2 separate regions of the Mus musculus genome follow, and region 1 is linked to region 2. The links are chromatin contacts, called in public HiChIP or PLAC-seq maps. All regions are on one chromosome and are shown on one strand. Each heading gives the region's core, a stretch centred on a gene start, on an enhancer-like site or on the middle of the called end of the contact. The rest is flanking DNA. Distances are from core to core; before and after follow the strand shown. Region 1 holds the start of Adgrb3 (adhesion G protein-coupled receptor B3). Region 2 overlaps Adgrb3 (adhesion G protein-coupled receptor B3).

Region 1 (2,780 bases), core at 167-2,666, 740 kb after region 2:
GAGGCCAAAACAGCCCCAACTGTAAATCTCTACACAACAGCAGTTTAAAATAAACCCAGAGCTGATAGGACTATCAGAATAGCGTTTTCTCTTCCAAACACACAGCTCACTGAGTAATGCCTTTTCCAGTTGAAAATAAGTAAATAAATAAATAAATAAAGGTAATGATATTTTAGAGGTTACGTGTGTTTAAAAAAAATGGGAACAGTCTCGTGTGTGTGTGTGTGTGTGTGTGTGTGTGTGTGCACGCTGTAGCACTTTGCAGGCAATGCAGGTCTGCGCAGTGTTCTTCAGGATAGAGTGTAGGCGTTGAAAGCCGATGTGACAGTAAGTGTCTAAATTAGGAATTCCAACCATGAAAGGGGGCTTCATTTTATAATCAGGAACTCAAAAGGAGGTCGTATTTCTTTTCCTTATTAAAAAAAAAATCGGTATTTCTGCTTCCATTTATTTGGCAGTGGATGTCTGCAATAGTGTGCTTATCAGTGATTAGAAGAGAAGGGAAGAGCTGATTTCACATCTCTCTTCCACCCTTCATGTAACGCTCTTTATTTTTAACCATTCTTGGGGTACGAAGTCTTGTTTGTTTCTATATAATAAGAAATATGAATCATTGAACTGCCCCCACCCCCACTGCAGGCCCTGTTCAAACAACCGTATATCTGTCTAAGGAAAAATAAGGGCCAGAGGTTGCCTAAGGGATGGTCACTGAGGGCTCCAGAATGTTGTATTTATTTATTTATTTATTTGGCTCTTTCTGAGAGGCAAACCAGCACTGAGTTTAGCTATTCTCAAACTGATCTTCTGGGTGACACTTTAGTTTAGCCGAACATAGACGGCGCCATCACTCCACTGATTTTTTCCCCCAACAGAAGACCCAATCCTACTCTATCCTAACTTCCTTTTAACCTACCCCCCTCCGCCCCCGCTAAAATTACCTCAATCACGCACGAGTTGCTAGATTTTCTGGGTCTCTCTCCCTATTCCTTCCCATCCAGCACACCTCTTCAAAAACAGACTTCTCTTAACTTTTCAACTGCGGCGTTTTAGTAAGCTCAGAATCTTGCCATCCGCCAGCAACAGCCTTGACTTCCATCCCCCCAAACTGAGCCCAAGTCTCTCCGGGCGACCCCCCAGAAGACAGAGGTGACCCTTAGGCCCCTTTCCTTACCTTCCACTCCGAAAGCTCCGGGAGGCTCTTGATCTAAGACACCAGAACAGGCACACGTCCCAACAACAGTGATGGAGAGACTCCCCTTCGGTCCCAATCACCGTTGCCCATTTTTCCCCCCGGTTCAGCTTCAAATATTAAGATTTATGATTGGAAAAAAAATAATGCATGCAAACGAAAGGCAGAGGGAAAAAAAGGAAAAAAAAATAATAGGGGGGGGGGCGGTGGTATCCAGCGGCCAGAGCCTTGCGCCTTATCCAAGTGAATGAAGCCTTCAAAGGAGAGGCGGGGAGAGGCCCCCTGAAGGGAGACTCCACAGAAACACCAAACAGAAAAATGGAAGTGGATAAAGAGCGCAGATGTGTTTTCCCAAACCCACCCCCCCGCAACAAACGGATTGGCCAAGAAGCCAAAAAAGCGCTGAGAAGTGGCCGGCGGCGCTGGCTGGGGCGGCGTGTTGGGCGGTGGGCTGGTGGCAGGAGTGCTCCCGGCCGGTGGCGAGGCTGGAGCAGGAGCCGTTTGCTTGCTTGGTGCGCCCTCCTCCCCGGCCCTCCTCCCTGCCAGGTACTGATGGACGGAGCGCGGCTGAGGAGCTGGGGGTAAAATCCTGGGCTGGCGACGTCGGGAAGCTGTTTGAATGCCGGGCGAGGAGGGAGGCGCGCGAGGGCACGAGATAGTAAAGCTGTGTGGCGGGCGTGCGCGCCGGCGCGCGGCGCTCGCTCTCCCCGGGCTGCGCGCGAAGGGGGCCCGCGCGTTCCTCGGCGCGCACCCGCCGCTGGGCAACCCTCCCGCGCGCGTGCTCGTGGGTGCGCGCGTCCCCGGCGGAGCGCTGCGCCCGGACCAGAGTCCGGCCTCCCCCGCGGCGGGCGAGCTGGCGGGCGGGCGAGCGGGCGAGCGGGCGAGCGGGCGGGAGGGAGGACGGGCGCGGGAGCGAGGCGGGCGGGCGGGCGGGCGGGCGCGGGCTCCTCGGGGCTCTAGCCGAGCCCGCGCCCTGCTACTCAAACCCAAACACGTCTGGAAAACCGATCTTTTCTGCGCCTGGGAGGTTTTCGCATCCTCAGTTCCCACCGCTGAGGCTGGTCGCCACCAAGTGTAGGAGAAAGTCCCCAGGAGGAGAGGCAGGGGGGCGCGGAGACGGGAAGGCGACATGGAGGGGTAGGAAGTAAACGCTGGACTCGATCATCTGTCTGCTGCCATTCAGAGCGGACCTGCCGCAGCGGGAGAGCTGTCATTTCAGCACCGGGATTTAGCCTTGATCCAGTCTGCAGCTGAGGGGCCACAACTCAGCTCCCACTGCTCTTTGCCTCAGGCTGGAGGCTGGAACTATAGTTGTTCAGTTTTTTTGTTTTGTTTTGTTTTGTTTTTTGTTTTTAAAATCACAGCCAGACTGCAATTAACAGCTTATTTGTTCTGTCACGAAAGAGGCTTTGCCAGGACCACTGAGCAGGCTACCGAGGTCAGGCGTCCTGAGCTGCTCTCAGCATGGCGTTGGGACAATAGTGCGGGTTCTAAACTTTTGATTCGTTCTGGCTTCTTAATGCATTTATTCCTTGTCAAGTTTCCCCTCGTAGGAAGTTCGGGTAAGTGATGGGAAGAAATGAAGAAAAGC
Region 2 (2,974 bases), core at 27-2,526:
AGTTTTAACAAAAACCACTTTGCAGACGTGGAGGACTAAACGTAAAATTGGGAAAATAACCTCTGTACTTTTAGACGTCCCCCAACAGACACCCAGATTATTTTTAAATATGCTCTTGCTTTGTAGCTCAGGCTGTTCTCAGAATTTAGGGGCTTCTTGCTTCAGCTTCCAGTGTTCTAAAAACCACACTTGATGTCAAGCAAACCCTGCCTGCCCGTCTGGTTATGCTCTGATGTTTATATGTCAGTCTTGTACAAATTTCTCAAAATTAGGTCATCTCCTGCCAAAACGCTTCTTGTTGCTAGTTCTTAGGAAGTGAACATTTTTTTGTTTGTTTGCTTGTTTTTGTCTTTAATTCCTATTTAGTCAAGCAACAGATATTCTACACCCCAACACACTGTCTCACAGTGTTTCTCTCAGACTCTAAATCTGTTAAACACCCAAATCTAGTTATAGGTACACGTGCATTGATGAAATAAAGTAATTAGTCAGTGGGCTTGATACAATCAGGAAGTATGATTAAAACAAAGTGGATGTGAGCTCATGTGATAATGGGACTTTCATGATATCAGTATGGAGATGGTATTTTTAGCATCTGCTCCAGGAAGCCACCGATTCTTAAAATGGATGAGGTGGAGAGGGAGATGCCTGTAAATTTATAAAAAGATCTCCACAGTTTTAGAGAACAAAGAAAATTTCTGCTGTGCTTTTTCTTTAAGTAGACTCCCCCCTGCCCCTCCCTGAGGGAGTTGGGGAGGGAACCTAAGGGAACGTACAGTCTTTCTGGCCAGATCATGTTTTGTCCCCCCACCCCCACCTCCCAACTCCCAGCTCAATATCGACAACCTTAACATCACTGGCTTCTCAGGGTTTCGACTGCAGATTTATGGCAGATCTAGTTGCCATTATGACTGTTATGAGTGTTATTAAAAAAATATGACTTTCCTGCAGCTAGAGCTAAAATTGTCATTATAAAACCAGGACCTCCTGTGCAGCCTAATCTCGGAACATGTTTTCAGCAGACAGAAGGACTTAAGGAGGACCCGGGACACTTCTGACATAATCTCATTGTGGTGAAACTGCTGAGCACCAGAAATCCAGGCTTGATGGAATACTGAGGAGAGAGAGGAAATCGGGAACGCCTTGTGGAAGTGGAAACTAAACATGATGCCCTCTTGTGTTCTCCTTGTCTCCAACAGCGTGCTGCCTTTGTCCTGGTGACATCCTGGAAGAGGCAGCAATGAAAGAACACATCCAAATAAACCTGGCTCCGCCTCGCACTGTGCAGCATTCTGCTAGACTGAACGTCAGCGCTCCCATTCTTCTCTCCCATGCACACCCAGCCTTCTTGGCACTGTGGTTCAGCAAAGCTTTTTCTTTTCCTTTTTTTCTTTAATAAATATGTGTTAAGAAAAATCTAAGCATGGACACATTTAGTTAAAAGCAATTATTATAAAACATTAGTCATGAGCTTTTGTTTCTTCATCTGAAACGTAACTGATGGAATCTTGCAAAAATGGTTCAGTCAGCTTGAAGACAGAGAGAGCCTTCTGCTCTATGCACCGAGGGGCTCTCTGTTGCCAAAGGTGAAAACGACCATATGTTGCTGCATTTGTTTTGGATCACAAGGCAGTGCTGCCTAGGAATTGAGGATTTGGATGCATACACGGTGCCAAAAAGCTTTATGTTATAGGAGCAAGAAGAAAGTATGGGAACCCAAAGAGCCCCAGCAACAGATTCCAACGCCTATGTCGATGTGCAACATTTTTCTTTCTCTCCCATGTAATTTCGTTAAAATTAGATGCTACCAAAGGGCATAGCAGGGCTGGCAGGCTACAAGGATTAGATGAAGGAATGAGAAAATTTTAATCAAAACCTGGTGATGGGGTGTGGTGGAGATGGCTACAAAATAAATCATGGAGGTTTAAAGATCAGATAGCATGGAAAATGTGTCAAGCAATCAAATCAAATGTGTGTGTGTGTGTGGTAGGGGTAGGTATGTATGGCTACTTCCCCACAATACTGAGTATTCCAATCTATGTGCACCTAATAAAGTGTTTTCACATTTGAACATACTAACCAGACTTCAGATGGTTGGGAAAACGGTGTCATTTTATGAATGAATGTAACTAAGAGCCAGAGAAGTTAAAAATAATTTGACCAAGTCACCCGGGAGGTAAGTAAGTGAACTGTGATAAAAACTCAGGTCTGGTTCAGAGTCCAGTGCTTTCTACATAAGATCTCACCAGCTCCAATATGTAGGATAATATTTTACAAACAAGATGTCTGCAGCATGCTGTTCTGGAACTCAGCAAGATAATACTAGATGGCCGTGGTAGTCCGCATTTCACAGTAGTGGTACTGAAATATGTTAGAAGAATAAAGCAAGGTCAAACGGACTAACCATTTCAGGCTAATTATATTTTGAAGAAGAAGAAAAAAAAGCCAATTTGATGGTCGTTATTTCTCAGAAAATCTGTGTTTTGTAAAAACAAAACAAAAACAAAATGCTTATTCAAATAGATAATGAGGCAATGCTACGATAACAAACAGATGTGACTCTTGTTACTGAGAAGTTCAGTTTGTCTTACGTGTCAGATGCTCGTAGTACAAAGTGGGATATCAGAAAGATCCCAATGCATTTTGATTTTGCCTGTGTCTACCCTGTGTGCATATCCATGAGATGTTCTGGGAAGTCTTTTGAGGCTAGAGTTTGCTGAGACTGTGACCCACTTACGTGTTTATTCAAATGTTCTTCTGGGCCTTGTAGAAGGCCACTGTAAGGCATAAAAAGTGCTTAGAAATAAAGACAGTGTTTGCTTGTTTTGCATGTGTGTTCACATGTGTATACACAGGCTTCTGGGTGTGTACGCATGTATGTGGAGGCTAGAGGGCCTCAGCTGTCCCTCAGCTACCGTGTGTCATTTGGTTTACTTGTTTGCTTGTTTGTTTGTTTGGGGGGACCGGGGTCTGT

Evidence for each region. HiChIP or PLAC-seq counts read pairs in DNA pulled down with a chosen protein or histone mark.
Region 1: an H3K4me3 HiChIP or PLAC-seq map of embryonic forebrain shows a contact between it and region 2, with 2.6 times the contacts expected there. The contact joins the promoter of Adgrb3 here to the enhancer-like site in region 2. A contact is called at or near these places in 2 of 39 promoter capture datasets (hippocampal neurons and stem cell-derived epiblast-like cells), 1 of 484 Hi-C or Micro-C datasets (cerebral cortex) and 5 of 115 datasets of contacts at active chromatin or transcription factors (astrocytes, embryonic forebrain, forebrain and 2 more).

Annotation. Positions count from the first base shown.
Region 1 is chr1:25,828,291-25,831,070 of GRCm38.p6, forward strand. Adgrb3 (adhesion G protein-coupled receptor B3) reads right to left here and starts at 1,417. Exons shown (of 31, transcript NM_175642.4): 1 at 1,172-1,417. Gm9884 (predicted gene 9884) reads left to right here and starts at 2,140. Exons shown (of 2, transcript NR_169046.1): 1 at 2,140-2,751.
Region 2 is chr1:25,084,570-25,087,543 of GRCm38.p6, forward strand. The region is part of intron 28 of Adgrb3 (adhesion G protein-coupled receptor B3); the gene reads right to left. Among named protein-coding and RNA genes, the nearest start is that of Gm29414, 58 kb to the left of the region's middle. Within about 2 kb of position 1,277, at least 29 of the 459 cell types and tissues checked have an H3K27ac peak or open chromatin away from gene starts, as enhancers often do. A contact at or near this core is called in cerebral cortex, embryonic forebrain, forebrain and 1 more, where this site is marked.